Linked DNA regions of Mus musculus: regions 1 and 2 are each linked to region 3. A link is a contact called in public Hi-C and HiChIP or PLAC-seq data. All regions are on one chromosome and are shown on one strand. Each heading gives the region's core, a stretch centred on a gene start, on an enhancer-like site or on the middle of the called end of the contact. The rest is flanking DNA. Distances are from core to core; before and after follow the strand shown.

Region 1 (2,975 bases), core at 468-2,967, 300 kb before region 3:
CTTTCTTACCTTATCTTCCATCAGGGGCTATATTGAGAGAGACCAGAAGGCAAACAAACCCCAGCCTGACTAAAGCAGAGAGGACAATGGTGTCTTTGTTTGGGGCCAAGGAGAAAGATTGCCTGGATTGGGAAAAATGCAGATCAGAAGTTTAAGGCAGGGCTGCTAGCCTAAGAACCCTGGAATCCACTCCCCACAGCCCAGCTCACCTGTGGTGTCGCCTCATCCGTGGTTTCATTTAGATTTTAACTTACATATTTGTTTTTACCTAAAAAGATAATAATATATTTACGTGGGGGGTGGGGCGGGATGGTGGAAAATGAGATTTAAAAAACAAAACAAAACACCCAAGATTCTTTTCCAGCCCCAGTTTGCTTCTGAAAGTGATTTGCCATTTATTCTTTGTTTGTTTTTTGTCCTGGAAGCTTCGAAGGCACATGGCTGCTCTCCTGGGAAGGAGACCCTGGCTTGCTTGGTGTCTGCATTGTGGAACCTCACTCCTTTTCCTCATTGTCCATGTAATACGAAACCATGACAAATCCCATCACAGAGGCACAGTCCTTTCCTAGTTCCCAGAAGTCTTTGCTTCCATTTTCAGGTTGTTTTCTGTTTTATTTAATTCTGACCACCATGAATTTTCTTGCATATCCTTTGCCCACCCATGCAAGTCTATCTCTGATGTAACCTCCCACAGGTGAACTTACTAGGCCAAAGGGCAGGAGCACTCTGGGTTTCACAGGCATTGCCTCTTTGCCTTCCTAGAGGCGGCCCTCAGTGTCTTCTCCCACCAGGAGGCCAGTGTCAGAGCTTCTTGTTGGAGTTCACAGTTGGCTCAAAATCAGGAAAGGAACATTTGACCCAGAGGAAGGAAAGCAATCAGAAAGTTCCAGAAGTGGGGACTTTACCTGGAGATGTGGGATTTGAAATTCAGCTTAGTGTTGGGAATAAACAAACACACACACACAAAAAGAATGAAAAACTCAAAAGTCTTTGTTGACAACACCCCAGAAGAACATATATATGTGTGTATGTATATAATCTATATACACATGTATATATGAATGTATGTATATGTGTGTGTATATGTATGTACGCATGCATGTATGTATATATGAATGAACTAGGTAATAAAGGTGTCGGATAGAAAATTCAAAATGGGGACTGGAGAGATGGCTCAGCGGCTAAGAGCAGTGACTGTTCTTCTAGAGATCCTGAGTTCAAATCCCAGCAACCACAAGGAGGCTCACAGCCATCTGTAACAAGACCCGATCCCCTCTTCTGGTGTCTGAAGACAGCTACAGTGTATTTACATACAATAAATAAAATAAATCTTAAAAAAGAAAAGAAAAAATTCAAAAGAGCAGGCAGTGAGGGATGGCTCAGCCAGCCTCCTAGGGACCATTTTTTAAAATCCTTTTTTGTTGTGAAATACAGAATTCATAACAAAAGGTATAGGTGGAAGACAAATCCTGAGTACTTAGGGATAGGGCAGGCAGGGGACCCTGCTTCCATTGTGTTGAGCTGGATTCTAAACACCGAGATCCTAGCGCCCTGAGACTTAGTGTTTGCCAGCTCTTGTGCCTGTGATAGCTCAGTTAATCCTCAGAGCAGCCCTCCTGGGTGTGAGAACTATCTGCATTTCGTGGGTGAGGCGATTGAGCGGTATCGGGAGTTAACAGATTGACCACGGACTCCGTTAATGAGTGGCAGATGGGCAGTGCTGTGCTTCCCAGTGGCCTTGGACTTTGGAACCCAGGTAGGTGTCAGTAGGTTAATTTATGTCTGGTAGCAGATGGTGCTTTTGGTTCCCAACCAACCTGTTCTTTTGACTAGGGTAAGATTGGTTTTTGTTAGAGAGGGAGGTGATGGGCGTGGCCTCGGTGTTGTGGGTGGGGCTTAGATCCTCTTTACACAGGTCTATCTCTATTCCCTTGAAGGTGTGGAGACTGGATTTTATTCATTCAAGCCCAGGAAGAAGCTTTTTTGACAAAACTGTCTGTCTGCCAGGAGTGAGATTATAGTCAGAAGAGGAAGCAGGAACACTGGGGCAGGGAACAGGTTTATAAGGTAGAGATGTTATAACTAGAGCTTTTATGGTCTGTCTCCTTCTGTGTCTATATCATGAAGTACCTACCCATCCTCAAAACCAGACTCCGTGCCTATACTATATCCTTTTAATGAAAAAACCTCTTAGTCAGCCCCTTTCTTTACTGGCCAGGTGATGATGTGGGCCCCTGAAATCTCTTAACCTTCTTAGACCTTGCTGGGTGCTCTGCCCATAGAAGATATGTGCAGAGTATGCATTAAATACTGCAGGGAAGGCTGATCTCTGGGTCACCTGCTGGTCTCTGGGTCACCCCAGGAATAAATAGGAAGCTCTATGTCAAGAGTCAGAAGTGTTCATTTCTCAGATATGTATATATGCAGTTGAGTATCATACAGCCATAAAAAATGAAATTATGTCACCTCATTTGAAGTAAGATAAGTGACTCAGACATATTGTTTGTGTCTCTCATGTAGAACCTAGGTTTTGTTTGTTTGTTTGTTTGTTTGTTTTTGTTTTAAGTAGAAAGTGGACCATTAAAGTGGAGGAAGTTGGGGCTGGAGAGATGGCTCAGCGGGTAAGAGCGCTGACTGCTCTTCTGAAGGTCCTGAGTTCAAATCCCAGAAACCACATGGTGGCTCACAACCACCCATAATGAGATCTGACACCCTCTTTTGGTGCGACTGAAGACAGCTACAGTGTACTTATTTATAATAATAAATAAATCTTTGGGCCAGATCGAGCAGGGTTGACCTAAATTCAATTCCCAACAACCAGATGAAGGTTCACAACTATCTGTACAGCTAGTGTGTGCTCATATACATAAAATAAATCTTTGAGAGAGAGTGGGGGTGGGGGGCCGAAGAAGGGAGTGCAGGAAAGCTAACTCTTTTCATTTGCCTTGGGGTGGTCGAGGGAGAAATGCCTTCCC
Region 2 (3,001 bases), core at 300-2,799, 380 kb before region 3:
GTTGTTTAGCTGGATGGTGGTGACCCACGCCTTTAATCCCAGCACTTAGGAGGCAGAGGCAGGCAGATTTCTATGGGGTGAGGCTAGCCTGGTCTACAGAGCTAGATTCAGGACACCCAAGGCTACACAAAGAAACCATGTCTCAAAAAATCAAAGTTTTCTAGATTAAAAAAATAAAAATCAACATGTGATAATAAGGAGTTAAAATGCTATTTAAACAAAATGGCATCACAGTCATCCTATAAAGAGAAAGAACATCCTAGAGACACAGACTGAACTATTTAAGGATAAAATGTTTCTAAACAAGTCAAAGATGCAGATGAGCGGAGAGTCGGACTAGAGAACCGGATCACTGGCAACACTGGAGTGACCACTGCTGAGGTGAGGGAGGACCGGCTCTCACACTCTTCTCTACTCCTTCAAGTGGGCTTCCATTTCTACAATAAAAAGCTTAAAGGCGATCAGGCTGAAAACAACCTTCTGTTTCACGCAATGGTTTATGCTGGTAATCCCAACCCTTGGGAGGCAGAGGCAGGAGGATGGTTCAAAGCTAAGGCCAGCATGTGCTACAAGTGAGTCCCAGGACAGCTTTGACTAGAGACCATATGAAGACAGGCAAACAGAAAGAACAGAGGGTGGGGAGGCCACCAAAGGAGATGACAAAACGAGTGACTTCCTTAGGAAATGACAGTATGTTTTCTATAGTATTCAACCCCTGAGCCTGTGAAACTGTCCTGCTCACAGCCCCAGAGGCAGCAAGTGGGCGCTGGGGAGTCTCGGGCCCAGGCTGGGACTTCTCACAATTTACCTTTCACTTTCAAGGTGGAGGCAGCCAGCTTCTCTCCCTCCGGCCTCATGGTTGGGGGTCTGTTATGAACAAGTTTCCACCATCCGGGCTCTCCAAACTCCTGAGCACCTGACCGGAAATAAACAGGGCTTCCCACGCTGAGGCAGCCTGCTACTGTGCTCCACCACGTCGACGTCTTTTTCCTAAAGCGCAGAGAATTTCAACGCTATAGATACTTCCATTTGATCACAGCAGAGAAAGTACATTCGACATAAACTCACTGATTCCTGGCTGCCAGCTGCTGTACAGCCTGCACTGGGGGAAGAAATAGAGCACAGCAGCCCAGAGCCAGGGGTGGGATCTGCCTGCCTTTACATCCTTGCTGTGTCACCTTCCAGCTGTGGTAGTTTCTTCCTCTGAGAAACCAGGATAACAGAATTACCTTATTGGGTGGCTAAGAGATCAAATGAAGTAATTCAAACATAAAACACTTATCACAGCCAGATGCAAAGGCACTCGCATTTAATCTCAGCACTTGCAGAGGCAGAGGCAGGAATATCTCTGAGTTCAAGGTCATTCTGTTCTACAAGTCAGAGTTTCAGGACACCCGGGACTACACGAGAGATCCTGTCTCAAAAGACAACAAAACAAACAGACTAAAAGCAACCACTTCATCAATCAATCATCACAGGGGGAAAAGCTGGCTTGCTTTGTTGACTATGAGCCTGGGCATTGATGGCACAGTTAATCATTAGTCCTAGTGAATAGCTGTTGCACCCAGAGAACACATCTCTGTCTGATTCACTGTGCCCTGCCTGACATACCAGAGTGGTTCCTAGGCATGCTTCAAAGACAGCAGATATAACGAAGTAAAGACAGAGAGGCTGAAGGCCAACTATTCATCCACTAAAAATTACTTTAATGGCCACAATTTCTATGTTACAGATATAAATCAATTACCAGAAATTCTCAGAAATGAACTTTTACAGAAGGAGTACAATCTTTTGCCAAAAAAAAAAAAAAAAAAAAAAAAGCTTCAAACATGTACTAGAAAAGGAAGAGAAAACCTTTAGCAGCAAGAGCTACACTTTGGGAGAGTCTCCAATCCATATGCAAAGGCTTGATCTCAGAGTGGGGCTGCTGGGGGTGTGGACATTTAAGAAGTGTGTCTTATGGGAGGTCCTTAAGCCATTGGGCTTGCTCCCTTAGTCTCTCCCTCAGTCCTTCCCTGTCTCTCTGTTCCTGGCTCTAAAAATGACAGCTTGTTTTGACACATACTGACACCAAGATAGACTATCAGAGGCTCAGCCAAAGTGTCGCCTGATCACAGGACTGAACAGGCAAAAGGACCCTCTTTCTTTCATGAGTTAGCCCGTGACAGTGCTGAAGTTCTTTCCTTCATAAGGACCCTGCAGCAGGTAACCCGTTACAGTGACAGGAAGCTGGCAAAGCAGCTCTATCTTCCTCCCAGGCCACCTCTGGGCTCCGAGCACCTCTCCTTCATCCTCATTTTTTTAACCTTTCCAACCTATCGCACTCACTCAGAGCTAAGACGATGAGAGAAACTGTCCTTGCTTTCTCTTCACCACCCTTCCCTCAGCCCTAACACCAGTAATTCTTAATGAAAGGTCCAAAGACACCTGGTGCTCAAGCCTCTCTGAGCATGTAAGATAAAAATTATTTTTAAGCCGGGCGTGGTGGCGCACACCTTTAGTTCCAGTACTCGGGAGGCAGAGGCAGGCAGATTTCTGAGTTCAAGGCCAGCCTGGTCTACAAAGTGAGTTCCAGGACAGCCAGGGCTATACAGAGAAACCCTGTCTCGAAAAACCAAAAAAAAAAAAAAATTAATTTTAGGGGGCTGGAGAGATGGCTCAGCGGTTAAGAGCACTGACTGCTCTTCTGAAGATCCTGAGTTCAAATCCCTGCAGCCACATGATGGCTCACAACCATCCATAATGAGATCTGACGCCCTCTTCTGGTGTGTCTGAAGACAGCTACAGTGTACACATATAATAATAAATACATTTTTGGGCTGAAGCGAGCAGGGGCTGGAGCCAGCAGAGGTCTTAAGTTAATTCCCAGCAACCACATGAAGGCTCACAACCATCTGTACTGCTACAGTGTACTCACATACATAAAATAAGTAAACAAATCTTTAAAATGTAGTTTTAGAATATTAAGGTGTTTGCCTTTTCATGTTAATTTTTTACAAGT
Region 3 (3,004 bases), core at 368-2,867:
TAGAACACTAAATCTTAGAGGCTGGGGAGGTGGCTCAGTGGGTAAAGTACCTGCTATGAAGGCCCTGAGTTCAAATCCCAACATGAATGTGAACACTCCAGGTGCCACCTACAATCCAGCACTGTGAAGATGGAGACCGTCACTCACTGGTCAGGCAGCTGAGTTAAAGGAGTGGGCTCCAGGATCATAGACAGACCCTGCTCGAGCAATAGAGAGAGAGATATGCCTGATATCAAATTCTGTGTGGACTCGAAAGGGGGGTGGGGGACAGAGGAGAGAGACCAAACTTCATTTCAAAGAGGCTGATCTTGCCTCAGGCTCAAAGGAATAATTTTAAGAGCTGCAGTTAAAATGGTTATAACCTAAACTTAAGCTGGCATGGTGTTTCATGCCTTTAATGCCAGTACTCAGAAAACAGAGGCAGGAGGAACTCTGTGACTTTGAGTTCTAGGCCAGCCTGTTATACAAAGCAAGTTGTGGGACAGCCACATAGTGAGACCTTGACTCAAAAAAAAAAAAAAAAAAAAAGAAAAGAAAAGCACTTAAAGTTAAGTTATTTCAATTGAACTTGGTTTTGAAGAGAGGCTTTTGTGTTGATGAGATGGCACAGGGAAACTACTTTTAAGTACTTTCTATGCAATCTGACTGAGTTTTGATCCCTAGAAACAGCCATGGAAGGAGAGAATCAAGCAGAGAGTTGGTGCATGGTGGCATATGCACCCCTCTTCTAAGTAGGTGTTGGTTGTTGTTTTTTTGTTTTTATAAAGGGGTAGCTGGCTAATATTTGGAGTATCACTAGATCAATTTCCTGGGTTGCTATCATATTTTCTTGGGCCAAAACCTCATGGTCCCAACATCTGAAATCAAGTGTCACAGGATGGATGTAACTCTGCTGTGTGATTTGTACAAGGACAGTATATTATTCTGTTTAGGGAGTGGCTTTTCTTATCAAAATTTCCACCTCTATTTCTTTTGTTCTTTCCAGGTCTTCCACCTCAATTCTCCCACTTATTCAGTAAAATATGGAATGCAGAATGCAGTGCCTTTACGGATAGATAAGGCCCCATCCTCCCTGCTCTGACCCTTGCAGAACTCTTCTTTAGACCCAGAGGCTGGTGCTTTGTGTGACGTTATTTGGGTTTAAATAAGGCATTTTCCCAGTTGTTCACGGTTTGTGCAGTCCTCCTGAGGGTAACATTCACGGCCACCTCAGCCCGGCAGTGTGGAGGAAAAGAGCAGCCTGCGGCCAAGGGGATTCGAACCGCAGTCTATCGGCCTAGGCGGAGCCAAATCCGAATAAGCGGTGGCGTGGAGAGCGGAGGCCTGGAGTGGGCGGGACCGGCAGAGGACCTCCCTAGGTGGGCGGGGAGTTAGAGACCCGCCCCCGCGCAGAGCTGAGAGTTGCGCTGCGCGGCTCCGCCCCTCTTCGGCCCCGCCCCCCGCGGCTCCCCGCAGCTCCTCCTCTCTCTCATTGGCTGAGACGTAGACCCTCCTTTTTGGCCAATGGTCGCCACCGCGGCGCGGCCGTCCGCGGTCTGATTGGTCAGAGGCCGGCAGAGTGGCGGCTAGTGAACCAATAGGAAGAGGCAGCTCGATGAATGGCTGGTCCGGGTGGGGAAGGCAGGAGGCGGCGATCCCGGCGGAGGGGGCCGTTCGCCAGCTCCGAGGCAGAAAGTGCCACGACTCCACACACGCGCACGCAGCCAGCGAGCGGCCGGAGCGGACGGCGGACGGGGCGGACGGCGCCAGGGTCGCAGTGTGTGCAGCTGCTCAGGGGCGGCTTCTCGGTGGAGGCTCGGCCGGCTCCCCTCTTGCGGTTCCGCGGCGGCGGCGGCGGCTGCTCTTGCCCTCTCGCTCTCCCTCTCGCGTCTCCCGCTGCAGGTAAGAAACTTGGCCGGGCCCTGCAGCGGCGGCGGCGGTGGAGGCGCGCGGGCTGGGCCGTCGGGGCGCCGGGCCGGTCGCGCCGCGAGTGACACGTCTCCTCGGCGGCCCCTCCCCCGGCGGCGCCGGCCCGCACGCCCGCCCTGGCGGTAGCCGCGGCCCCTCGAGTGGGACGGAGCTGCGTGTGCCAGGCCGAGCCCGTGCAGGGGCGTCGGCCGAGCGCGCCCCTCGGGGTGGATTCCCCCGGCCGGCAGGCCAGGAGCTGCGGCGGCCCCGCGGCACGACGTGGCGACCCCTCCCTCTCGGCCGGGCCGTCGGGCCGGCCCGCGCGCTCCGAAGTTGGGCTAAGAAAGTTGGCGGCGGGGCGGGGCGGCGCACAGCTGGCGGAGGAAGGGGTTAAGTTTCGGGAAGCCACCGGATGACGTTGCCGGGCCGGAGTCCGGGCCGGAGGGGGTTGGGGGGGCGGAAGGCGGTGGGCCGGCCTGGGACGAGGGCTGAGACTGGATTGGCGACGCGGGGGCCCAGAGCCCCGGGCTGCGGGCTGTGGCCACAGGACACGTCGGCAGCCCCGACGGGGCGGGCGGGGGCCACAGGGCTCGCCGCGGGTGCCGTCCGGGACTGGCCGTAGCAACTTCCCGGAGTACGGGATGAGGCTCCCTGCTCCCCCTGGCGGCAGGGCCGCAGCACCGTTTCACGGCGGGTCCTCGCGGAACCGGCACGAGGGTGCGGGACCTGGCCAGGGTTGGGGCCACCCGGGGTCCTGCCTGGCGTCTCTTTCCCGCGCCCATGATTAGTGGACCCGTGGTGCTAGGCCTGGGCGGAAGTCGGCACCTCCGGCCCGGCGGGCCAAGCGCCCTGGCACTGGGCCCGCCGTCTGTCCCGGCCCGCCAGGCTCCCCGGCAGTGCCCGGGGAAGGGAGGCCGGTTGACCCGGGCTTACTGCAGGCTGTGCAGGATGCTTCAGAGACTCTTTCCCGTAGGTGTCACGCTTCGTCGACAGTTGCTAACCAAATGCTTTCTCTCAGAGGTTTCCCATTTCCCCATCTGAGAGACAGCAGTGGAGACCCAGCACGTGTAGGGAGTAGCCAACTGGTATTGACTGTTCTTGTGGGATGTGTGTTTAG

The links. A called contact is a pair of places that touch in the nucleus more often than the background predicts. HiChIP or PLAC-seq counts read pairs in DNA pulled down with a chosen protein or histone mark.
Region 1: an H3K27ac HiChIP or PLAC-seq map of extraembryonic endoderm stem cells shows a contact between it and region 3. The contact joins the enhancer-like site here to the promoter of Rrbp1 in region 3. A contact is called at or near these places in 11 of 39 promoter capture datasets (the C10 cell line, cranial neural crest, frontonasal cranial neural crest and 8 more), 5 of 484 Hi-C or Micro-C datasets (B cells, the Ba/F3 cell line, bone marrow-derived macrophages and 2 more), 16 of 115 datasets of contacts at active chromatin or transcription factors (the 230-238 cell line, bone marrow-derived macrophages, craniofacial prominence and 12 more) and 2 of 9 other capture datasets (liver and pancreatic islet).
Region 2: a Hi-C map of liver shows a contact between it and region 3, with 1.5 times the contacts expected there. The contact joins the enhancer-like site here to the promoter of Rrbp1 in region 3. A contact is called at or near these places in 13 of 39 promoter capture datasets (the 3T3-L1 cell line, the C10 cell line, the HPC-7 cell line and 8 more), 7 of 484 Hi-C or Micro-C datasets (CD4 T cells, double positive thymocytes, liver and 4 more), 3 of 115 datasets of contacts at active chromatin or transcription factors (differentiating embryonic stem cells, large pre-B cells and pancreatic cancer cells) and 2 of 9 other capture datasets (liver and macrophages).

What each region holds. Positions count from the first base shown.
Region 1 is chr2:144,307,568-144,310,542 of GRCm38.p6, reverse strand. All of the region lies in intron 3 of Ovol2 (ovo like zinc finger 2), which reads left to right. Among named protein-coding and RNA genes, the nearest start is that of Ovol2, 23 kb to the left of the region's middle. Within about 2 kb of position 1,717, at least 24 of the 459 cell types and tissues checked have an H3K27ac peak or open chromatin away from gene starts, as enhancers often do. A contact at or near this core is called in extraembryonic endoderm stem cells, liver and pancreatic islet, where this site is marked.
Region 2 is chr2:144,387,164-144,390,164 of GRCm38.p6, reverse strand. Kat14 (lysine acetyltransferase 14) reads right to left here. Exons shown (of 11, transcript NM_181417.3): 5 at 809-990. Among named protein-coding and RNA genes, the nearest start is that of Kat14, 20 kb to the right of the region's middle. Within about 2 kb of position 1,549, at least 19 of the 459 cell types and tissues checked have an H3K27ac peak or open chromatin away from gene starts, as enhancers often do. A contact at or near this core is called in liver, where this site is marked.
Region 3 is chr2:144,009,876-144,012,879 of GRCm38.p6, reverse strand. Rrbp1 (ribosome binding protein 1) reads left to right here and starts at 1,617. Exons shown (of 24, transcript NM_024281.2): 1 at 1,617-1,881.